2 separate regions of the Macaca mulatta genome follow, and region 2 is linked to region 1. Evidence: chromatin contacts called from public Hi-C data. All regions are on one chromosome and are shown on one strand. The core of a region is the stretch at or near the end of the contact, and the rest is flanking DNA. Distances in the headings are between cores, read along the strand shown.

The links. A called contact is a pair of places that touch in the nucleus more often than the background predicts.
Region 2: a Hi-C map of liver shows a contact between it and region 1, with 5 times the contacts expected there. The contact joins the promoter of SEH1L here to the promoter of AFG3L2 in region 1. A contact is called at or near these places in 2 of 14 Hi-C or Micro-C datasets (fetal cortex germinal zone and liver).

The regions. Positions count from the first base shown.
Region 1 is chr18:83,083,090-83,087,989 of T2T-MMU8v2.0, forward strand. It overlaps AFG3L2 (AFG3 like matrix AAA peptidase subunit 2), which reads right to left and starts at 1,356. Exons shown (of 17, transcript XM_077975364.1): 1 at 1,098-1,356. The coding sequence starts at 1,211. It overlaps LOC144336549 (a long non-coding RNA gene), which reads left to right. Exons shown (of 3, transcript XR_013408433.1): 2 at 1-7; 3 at 221-1,364.
Region 2 is chr18:83,612,031-83,616,980 of T2T-MMU8v2.0, forward strand. It overlaps SEH1L (SEH1 like nucleoporin), which reads left to right and starts at 2,188. Exons shown (of 8, transcript XM_077975392.1): 1 at 2,188-2,409. The coding sequence starts at 2,299. LOC144336546 (a long non-coding RNA gene) reads right to left here and starts at 1,930. Exons shown (of 5, transcript XR_013408429.1): 1 at 1,850-1,930.

The sequences.
Region 1 (4,900 bases), core at 106-2,605:
TTGGGAGGCTGAGGCGGGAGGATTGCTTCAGTCTGGGGCTGCAGTGAGCTGTGTTTGTACCATTGCACTCCGGCCTACGCGACGAAGCAAAAGCCTGTATCTAAAAATAAATAAATAAATAAAAAATTTTAAAAAAATTGTAGATCGGAGGGTCTGCTACACTACCCAGGCTGGTTTCCACCTCCTGGACTCAAGCTTCTCCCGCCTCGGCCTCCCGAAGTGCTGGGATCGCAGGCGTGAGTTCCCGCACCGGCCTATCTCCCCTCACAGTGAAGACGCTGAGCTGACTACCTCAAGGGCGCTGGGATAGCAGGAGGCCAAGCCAGGTTCCCTTGGCCGACCCGGGGACCTCAACCACCACCCGTACACCACCGTGAGGATGAGGAACAGTCACCTAAACAGTGAGAGCGATTATTGGACACGTGAACCTTTCCTTGAGGCAGATCACGGCCATGGTTCTGTCCACACACTATCATTATGTCAGCAACATGTATCAGGTCCTGTGTGTGTATCTAGAGGGATGGCTACCAACAGAGGAAGAGCCTCCCGCTGATAGCAGGCTCTAATATGCAACGAACACAGAGTCCCTGCTCCGAAAATGTGACATTCTTAATAATAATAGCTAATTCTGCCAGTCCTGGAATGCCCGCAATGGCCCCATTCAGCAGACGGGAACACGGAGACTCGGAGAGGTTAGGCAGCCTGACTCCAAAACCCGTCCTTGCGACAACATCGTGCTCGTGCTGCTGACTCAAAACTACAGACGCCTTCCTTCCGTGCTCCCGGGACATGAACGCGGGGACAAGGACGGCCACCAAGCCAACATGACCTTCGAGGCTTCAGCCGCCCCGGTGAAGCGCCAAGACCCGGCTCTACTGGAGCTGCGCGTTTTCAAAACTCGAATCCCACCGGCAGGGCTGGGCGCGAACCGGCGCTCAGCGGTCGGCGAAGAGACAGCGCGGGGGGCCGCGGCCCTCGGCAGGGACGGCCCGCGTGGGGCGGCAGGGCGGGGGCCAGTGACCTTGACGCCCGCTCTCCCGAGCCGGAAGTGGGCCCGAGGCCGGGTGGAGGGCGCCGGGCGCCCAGGTAGGACTCACCGTCCGGAGGCAGGGCTGCTCGCCTGGGCCCACGCCGCCAGGCACGCGCAGCTGCTGTAGGCCGCGGGGCCAGGAGCCGCCCCAGCCCCACAGCCGCAAACAGCGGTGCGCCATGGCCGCCGCCGTGGCCCTCTCGGCCCGGGACGCTGCGCAGGCGCGGGCAGGCGACCACTGGAGGCCTCGGGAAGCAGGCTCCGCTCGGGGAGAGACCGCCAGGCAGCGCAGCGCTCCCGCGGCTCACGGCGGAGCCCCAGCTCTCAACGCGGCGTCTCCCGCCGCCAGCCCCGCCCCGGCGCGCTGACGTCGACGTCTTCTCTCCGAAACCGGCCGCGACCTCAGCCGGTGCAGGAGAGCGGACCAAATGGTAGGAGCGTGGGGGCGGGACCGGAGGCGGGGGCCGACGAAGCGGCGTTGGGGGCGCGGCTGGAGGCGTGGCCGAAGAAGGACCTTAGAGGGCGAGGGGGAGCTGGAGGCGGAGCCGATGGCGAAGCGGGGACGGAGCCGAGGGCGGACAGGCGAGGGCGAGCGAGAGCTGGGGGCAGGGCCGATGGCGCACGTGGGGGGCGTGGCTGGAGGCGGGGCCAAGGAAGAACCGGGAGGGCGAGCGGGAGCTGCAGGCGAGGCCGACGGAGGAGTGGAGGGCGTGGCTGGAGGCGGGGACTAAGGGGAGACGCGCGCCTGGGATCCTGGGCTCCCGGGCCTGGGCAGCTGGGTGGGCCAGCCAGTTAGGAGCGAGGTGGAAGCAGCGAAGGCTCCAGCGGCGCCAGCTCAGTCGTCGGGTGTTGCTAGGGTCTGGAGACACCGAAGCGCACATTCCTGACCCTGGGAAGGCAAGGCGAAGATTCACAAGCAGCAGGGAGTGTTGGGGCCGTGCAGCCTGCGCTCTGGGAACCCTGTCGGGGAACTGGTGTTTGGAGAGCAAGTCGAGTCTTTCAGGTAGTGGAAACTACACATTGTTTCCTGTACCGTGACAGCGGAGGAAAAAAAGAGAGGTCTTTGAACCGAGGTGGGGGATTGGGGGGTTTTCTGAGACGGGCTCTCGCTCTGTCGCCCAGGCTTGCGATGCTGGACCTCAGGCAAAGGACAGTAATCCTTGAGAGACAGGAGACAAACCAGGTGAGTCCTGTGATTACCCCAATGGCAGTAAAACAATAAGAAAAAGATATACCAGAAACACCATCATACCATGCTCGCACAAAAGAAAACTGAGTAGACAGATTTTAGGGCAAGGAAATTCCAAACAAAATTAATTTCAGGGGAAAGAATATCACTAAGGATGAATAGTATCGGGTTTCTTTTCTTTTCCAGAGACAGGGTCTCACTCGGTCACTTAGGCTGGAATGCCGTGGTGCAATCGTAGCTCACTGCAGCCTCCAACTCCTGGGCTCAAGGGATCCTCCCGCCTCAGCCTCCCAAGTAGCTGGGACCACACGCGCTCGCCACCACACTCGACTTTTTTTATTTTGCGTAGAGATGGAGTCTCACTTTGTTGCTCACGCTAGTCTCAAACTCCTGACTTTAAGCAATCCTCCTGACTTAGCTTCCCAAAGTGCTGGGATTACAGATGTGAGCCACCCACACCTGGCCAAGAGGATTTTTATTATAATAAAGGGGTCAATTCATTAATAGGACATAACAACGTAAACATCTTTGTTCCCATTAACAGAAGCTTAAAATACAGGGAGCAAAGACTGACAGAACAACAACTTCCAATTATATTTGGAGATTTCAAATCCTTCTTTTGATAATTGACAGAACAATTAGACAGGAAAATAGTAAGTATATAAAAGACTTACACACAACCAAAGAAATCGAATTGACATTTATAGAAAACTACTCATAACAACAGAATACACATTATTTTCAAGTTTTCACGGAACACTTATCAAAATAAACCATATTATAGGCCATAAAAATATTAAGAGGAATCAAGTCTTATAAAACATATTTTCTAACCACAATGAAATTAAATTAGAAATCAGTATCAGAAATAGGCTGAGGTGAGAGGATCACTTGAGCCCAAGAGTTCCAGACAAGCCTGGGCAAAACAGAAAGACCTCATCTTCAAAAAAGAAAAAAAGCTAGACTAAGAAAATGAAGTAAAACCAAAGAAGAGAAAGAAGATAAGCGCGGCCGGGCGCGGTGGCTCACGCCTGTAATCCCAGCACTTTGGGAGGCCGAGGCGGGCGGATCACAACGTCAGGAGATCGAGACCGCAGTGAAACCCCGTCTCTACTAAAAATACAAAAAATTAGCCGGGCGTGGTGGCGGGCGCCTTGTAGTCCCAGCTACTCAGGAGGCTGAGGCAGGAGAATGGCGTGAACCCGGGAGGCGGAGCTTGCAGTGAGCTGAGATCAGGCCACCGCACTCCAGCCTGGGCAACAGAGCGAGACTCCATCTCAAAAAAAAAAAAAAAAAAGAAGATAAGCGCAAAAATCAATAAAATTAAAAACTAAAAGAGAGAAATGAATGAAATCAAAGGATGTTCTTTGAGAAGATCAATACTCAGACCAATCAGGAAAAAAGAAAATGACACAAATTGGCCCGGTGCAGTGGCTCATGCCTGTAATCCCAACACTGGGAGGCCAAGGCAGGCGGATCACCTAAGGTCAGGAGTTTGAGACCAGCCTGGCCAACATGGTGAAACCCCATCTCTACTAAAAATACAAAATTAGCTGCACATGGTGATGCACACCTGTAATCCCAGCTACTCGGGAAGCTGAGGCAGGAGATTCACTTGAACCCGGAAGGCAGAGGTTGCAGTGAGCCGAGATTGCACCATTGCACTCCAGCCTGGGCAAAAAGAGTGAAACTCCACTCAAAAAAAAAAAGAGAGAAAGAGAGAAGAGAAAGAGAGGAAGGAAGGAAGGGAGGGAGGGAGGGAGGAAGGGAGGGAGAGAGGGAGGGAGGAGATGGGCACGGTGGCTAACGCCTGTAATCCCAGCACTTTGGGAGACCGAGGTGGGTGGATCACGAGTTCAGGAGTTCAAGACCAGCCTGGCCAATATGGTGAAACTGCGTCTCTACTAAAAATACAAAAATTAGCCGGGCATGGTGGCACACACCTGTAGTCCCAGGTACTCAGGAGGCTGAGGCAGAAGCAGAAGAATCGCTTGAACCTGGGAGGTGGAGGTTGCAGTGAGCCAAGATTGCGCCACTGCACTCCAGCCTGGGTGACAGAGCGAGATTCCGTCTCAAAAAAAAAAGAAGAAGAAGAAGAAGAAAGAAAGAAACCCCATCTCTACTAAAAAAAAAAAAAAAAAAAAAAAAAAATTAGCCAGACATAGTGGCAAGCATCGGTAGTCCCAGCTATTCGGGAGGCTGAGACAGGAGAATAACTTGAACTCGGGAGTCAGAGATTGCAGTGAGCTGAGATCGCACCACTGCACTCCAGCCTGGAGTGCCAGACTCCATCTCAAAACAAACAAACAAACAAAATTACAAGCCGGGCGTGGTGGCTCACGCCTGTAATCCCAGCACTTTGGGAGGCGGAGGCGGACGGATCACGAAGTCAGGAGATCGAGACCACAGTGAAACCCCGTCTCTACTAAAAAAAACCAAAAAATTAGCCGGGCACGGTGGCGGGCGCCTGTAGTCCCAGCTACTTGGGAGGCTGAGGCAGGAGAATGGTGTGTACCCAATAAGCAGAGCTTGCAGTGAGCCGAGATCACGCCACTGCACTCCAGCCTGGGTGACAGAGCCAGACTCCGTCTCAAAAAAAAAAAAAAAAGAAAACCATGAGATTCCACTTCACAATCTAGGAGAGCTGTAATAAAAAATACTACATAGTAAAAAATAATATA
Region 2 (4,950 bases), core at 938-3,437, 530 kb after region 1:
ATGAACTATCAAGACAAGACATGGAGAAAGCTTAAATGCATATTACTCTAAAGAAGGAAGGCAATCTGAAAAGGCTGGCCACTCCCAGATTCCCATTATATGCCATTCTGGAAAAGTCAAAACCATGCAGTCAGTGCAAAGATCAGCGATTGCCAGGTGTTGTCGGAAGGAAGGGATGAACAGGAGCACTAAGGATTTTCAGGGCAGTCAAACTATTCCGCGTGATACCATAACGGTGGATTCATGTCATTATATATTTGCCAAAACCCATAGAATAAAACACCAGGAGTGTTTTGAGATAATGTCTCCCTTTTTTTTTTTTTTTTGAGACAATGTTGCCCAGGATGGAGTGCTGTGGCACAATCTCAGCTCCACCACCACTCCTGGGGATTTTTTTTTTTTTGTATTTTTATTTTGTATTTTTAGTAGAGACAGTGGTCTCGCCACGTTGTCCAGGCTGGTCTTGAACTCCAGAGCTCAGATAATCTGTCCGCCTCAGTTTCCAAAAGTGCTGGATTACAGGGTAACTTAGCCACCAGGCCTGAACTTTGGGTGATAATGACGTGTCAATGTAGGTTTACTGATTATAACAAAGGTACCACTTTGGTATGGGACGTTGACAGTGGAGGATGCTGTGCATGTGTGGCAGTACGGGTACATGTGGGAACTCTATTTTCTGCTCAATTTTGCTGTGAACCTGAAAGTGTTCTAAAAACTAAAGTCTATTTAAAAAAATCCACTGTTTCACCTAATTCAACGCTTCACTTCCACTCTGATAATCTCTGGCAACCACTGATCTGTTTACTGTGTTTATTTACATTGAATTAAAAGAATTTTTAAACTGTTTTGGTATTTTAATAATATTCAATATATTTTGACTGGACTTTCATAGTGAGCACTTTCTTTGGATATGAGTGTCTTTGACCCTCAAAAAAGTTATAGTTGTTATCAGTTATCATAAGAGGTGGGGTACACCTCTTAAGGTAGCAATACAATCTTATTTACGGTTGAAAAAGGTCATTTCGCCACTTCTGTTTGCAGGTTTCTGTGCAATCCGTCAGGGGACAGCTGGGACCAATCATTTAAAAACCTTTCCAGCCTGCTAATCTTACCATACCTCACATTCTTGTCATTCCTGGCCAAAATCCAAAGGGATTTCCTACAGCCTCATTTTTAGTTTTTTTTTTCTTCTGTACTTTCGCTCCCCTGACGCAAGCTTCCACCGTCTCCATCCTAAACTTTCCCACTACGCCCTCCAGAATGCCTTTTCCTATAAGCAAGCCCCCTGAGTCGCTGGCGTCTCGGAAGAGGCTCCTCCACTCTCCGTTGTGGCGGAATCCGTGATCCGAGCCAGGCGTCCTCCCGGGGGTCTGGTCCTCTTCACCTCCTTTCCCCGAGGACTCCGCCTCCCGGCGAGCAGGCGGCCCAGTTCCCCGGCCGCTTCCTTCCCCCGGGATGACGTTTCTACCGGCGGGCTCTGGTAATTCCTACTGTTTCCCTACCCCGTGGTGGCTCCTGGAACCCCCGGGCCCGGTCTGCCGGTAAAACGTTGACGCATTTAAACTAGTACTTCCGATCCTCTCCTCCCCGTCCAGCCTGCGCTCTTCGGCGGCCGAGCCTGGACTGCCCGTCATGCCCTCAGGCGTCTCCTCGCCCTCCCGGCTCCTCGGCCGTCCCTGCGGAGCGCGGCTCCTGACCACGCCCACGGCTCGCCTCCTCCACCCGCTCCGCGCTCCTCGCACGTGTCTGGGGGAAACGAGGACCGCGAGAGCAGTCTTCACTTTCTCATCCTTCTTCATTTCACAGTATACAAATAACCTCTTACTGCTTCTCATCACAGGTAACTCGCCTTTTGCAGAGCAACCGCCGCCGCCGAACGCTCAGAGCCCGGAGGCACCCGTACCAGTCCCGCAGGACGTGCGGCGCCGAGGACAGGGCGGGGCTTGAGGGGGCGGGAGGGCGGGGCGAGGCATGACGGCCCGGGGGTAGGCGGGGCTTACGGGCCAGGGGGCGGGGCGAGGCTTGAGGGACCGAGGGGTGGGGCGAGTCATGATGAGCCAGGGCCTGGGCGGGGCTTGAGGGGCCAGGGGACGGTGTGGGGCTGGACGGGCCCGTGGGTGGGGCGGGGCTTGGGGACCGGGGGTGTGGGCGGGGCTTGATGGGCAGGGGCGGGGCGGGGGCGTGGGCAGCACGCGCCGTGCGCTCCCGGGCTGCGAGGTCGGGCGAGGCTGCGGGCCGCGCGCCGCCGCCGCTGCCGCCGCCACTGTCCTCTTCGGAGGCGCGGGCCCGACGGAAGCCATGTTTGTGGCCCGCAGCATCGCGGCGGACCACAAGGATCTCATCCACGATGTCTCTTTCGACTTCCACGGGCGGCGGATGGCGACCTGCTCCAGCGATCAGAGCGTGAAGGTGCGCGCGGCGCTTGCGGGCGGGGCCGAGCCCGGAAGGAGGGGGAGTGGGTGGGCGGTGCGGGGAACACGGCTGTGTCTGGGTTTCAGTGACGCCGCGGGAAGCTGTGGGGTGGCGGCCGAGCCCTGGCTGGACGGGGCGGAGGCCCTCCCCGCCCGCGTATTGTGGGGTCACGGCGGCCTCGCGGGCCGCGCTCCCGTGCGCCTGCGCAGCTGGTGCCGCGTGCGCGCTCCCGCCCGCAGGGGACGCCGGGCTTTCGCTCGGGCAGCGCTGCGGTGGCTGCGGGCGGGAACCCGGGGGCGGGAACCCGGGGGCGGGAACCCGGGGGCGGGAACCCGGGGGCGGGAACCCGGGGGCGGGAACCCGGGGGCGGGAACCCGGGGGCGGGAACCCGGGGGCGGGAACCCGGGGGCGTCCCGCCGTCCGCCTGGGTGTGGCGTGTCTTGCCCGCACTGTTCACTCGAGGACCTGCAGTGGGACCTGGTGGGAGACTCTGCCTGGCCGGCGCTGTGTCGAGTTCTGTGCCCCGCCGGTGTTCTCTTACTGGGGCACATGGTTTTCTCCCTGGGTTCAGAGCAGAAGCTCACTTTGTTACGCCAAGGAAGAAAAATACAAACCGTTTACATCCAATGACTTCTCTGCTTGCTGCGCAGGAATGGGAGGGTTTGTTTCTTGAAGTTCCTGTAAAAGTCTGTAGACACTTCCGACAAGCAGAATTTCTTTTTTTTTTTTTTTTTTTTTTGAGACAGAGTCACTGTCACCCAGGCTAGACTGCAGGGGCACGATCTCGGCTCACTGCAACCTCCGCCTCCCGGGTTCAAGCGATTATCCTGCCTCAGCATCCCCACGTAGCTGGGATTACAGGTGCGCGCACCACGCCCGGCTAATTTTTTGTTTGTATTTTTTAGTAGAGATGGTGTTTCACCATGTGGGCCAGGCTGATCTTGAACTCCTGACCTCGTGATCCGCCCGCCTCGTCCTCCCGAAGTGCTGAGATTACAGGAATGTGGGGATGCTATATGGGATTTAGGGACCTCCCAGATGTGTTGCAGGATGAATGAAAGCTGGAGTGCGGCTTATTTTGGTTCTCGACAACTCCAGAGTCACTGAAAATCTAAAGGACAGTTTTTCCTTTTTCACATTCGAGTTTGATACCAATGATCTCTCAAAGATAAACTTTTTATAGGTAGTGTTGCAGTTCTTAAACGATGTAGTTTCTTTTTTTGAAACAAGTTTATTTTAGTTGTAATAAACTACGTTAACCGTTTTAAAGTGTAGAATTCAGTGACATTGAGCACAGCATTCACATTGCTGGGCAGCGTCACCACTGCTCATCTCCAGAACCTTTTCATCATCCTAAACTGAAACTCTGTACCCGAGAGCACCCTGTTGCCTCCAGCTCACCCTCTGGTAACCTCTTTTCTACTACTTTCGATTAATTTGCATATTCTAGGTACCTCAGATAAATAGAATCATAGAATATTCGCCCTTTTATATTTGGTTTATTTCACTTAATTTTTTTTTCTTTTTCCTTTTTTTTTTTTGAGACAAGGTCTGGCTCTGTCACCTAGACTGGAGTGCAGTGGTGCGATCTTGGCTTTTTGCAGCCTCAACATCCCAGGTTCAAGCGATCCTCGCACCTCAGCCTCCCCGGTAGCTGAGACTACAAATGCACGCCACCACGCCTGCCTACAAATTGTTTTTGTAGAGGCAGGGTCTTGCTGTGTTGTCCAGGCTAGTCTCGAACCCCTGGGCTCAAGTGATCCTCTCACCTCAGCCTCCCAGAGTGCTGGGATTACAGGTGCGAGTCACCTTGCCCAGCCCGCTTATGTCCATTTATTCCAGAGTACTTTTTTTTTTAAAGGAGGAGCCATGTATTTATTTGTATATATTTTTAAATGAACAAGTAATATATTTTTCTTTTTAGAGAGTAAAAAAATTACAGGCTTATTGCTAATGTTTGTTAATATTTATTGATTTCCTCTGTTTTTCCTTTAACGTTTTAAATTGCCATGGTACAGTGTGTGTATATACATACATGTCTTGTGAGAAATAGTGTTGTACTGAAAATTTTCATTAGTTTAGCATTTTATGTATTTTGAATGATTTTCTTAGGCTAATTCCAGAAGAGAAATTAGTGGATATTTTAAAAACTAGTGAAGAGAATTGGCAAATTGCTATTTTTCAGGTTATACCGTTTTTATACTGCCAGTGATAGTATTGATTTCATAGTGTTGTTGCCCTCGTTACATTTTTAATAGGTGAAATTGGCACCTTCTTACTATAATCTATATTTTTTCTGGGTAATAAGGTTCAATTTTTTTGTCTTGAGATGGAGTCTTGCCATGTTGCCCAGGCTGGAGTGCAGTGGCTATTCACGAGCGTGATCAAACTCCTGGGCTCAAGTAATCCCTCCTGCCTCAGCCTCTTGAGTAGCTGGGACTACAGATGTGCACCACCATGCCTGGTTTCAGTATTTTTGCTTTACCATTTGTTACATGTACAGTTGAGCCTATAGTTTGTAGATTCTGTATTTTTTGA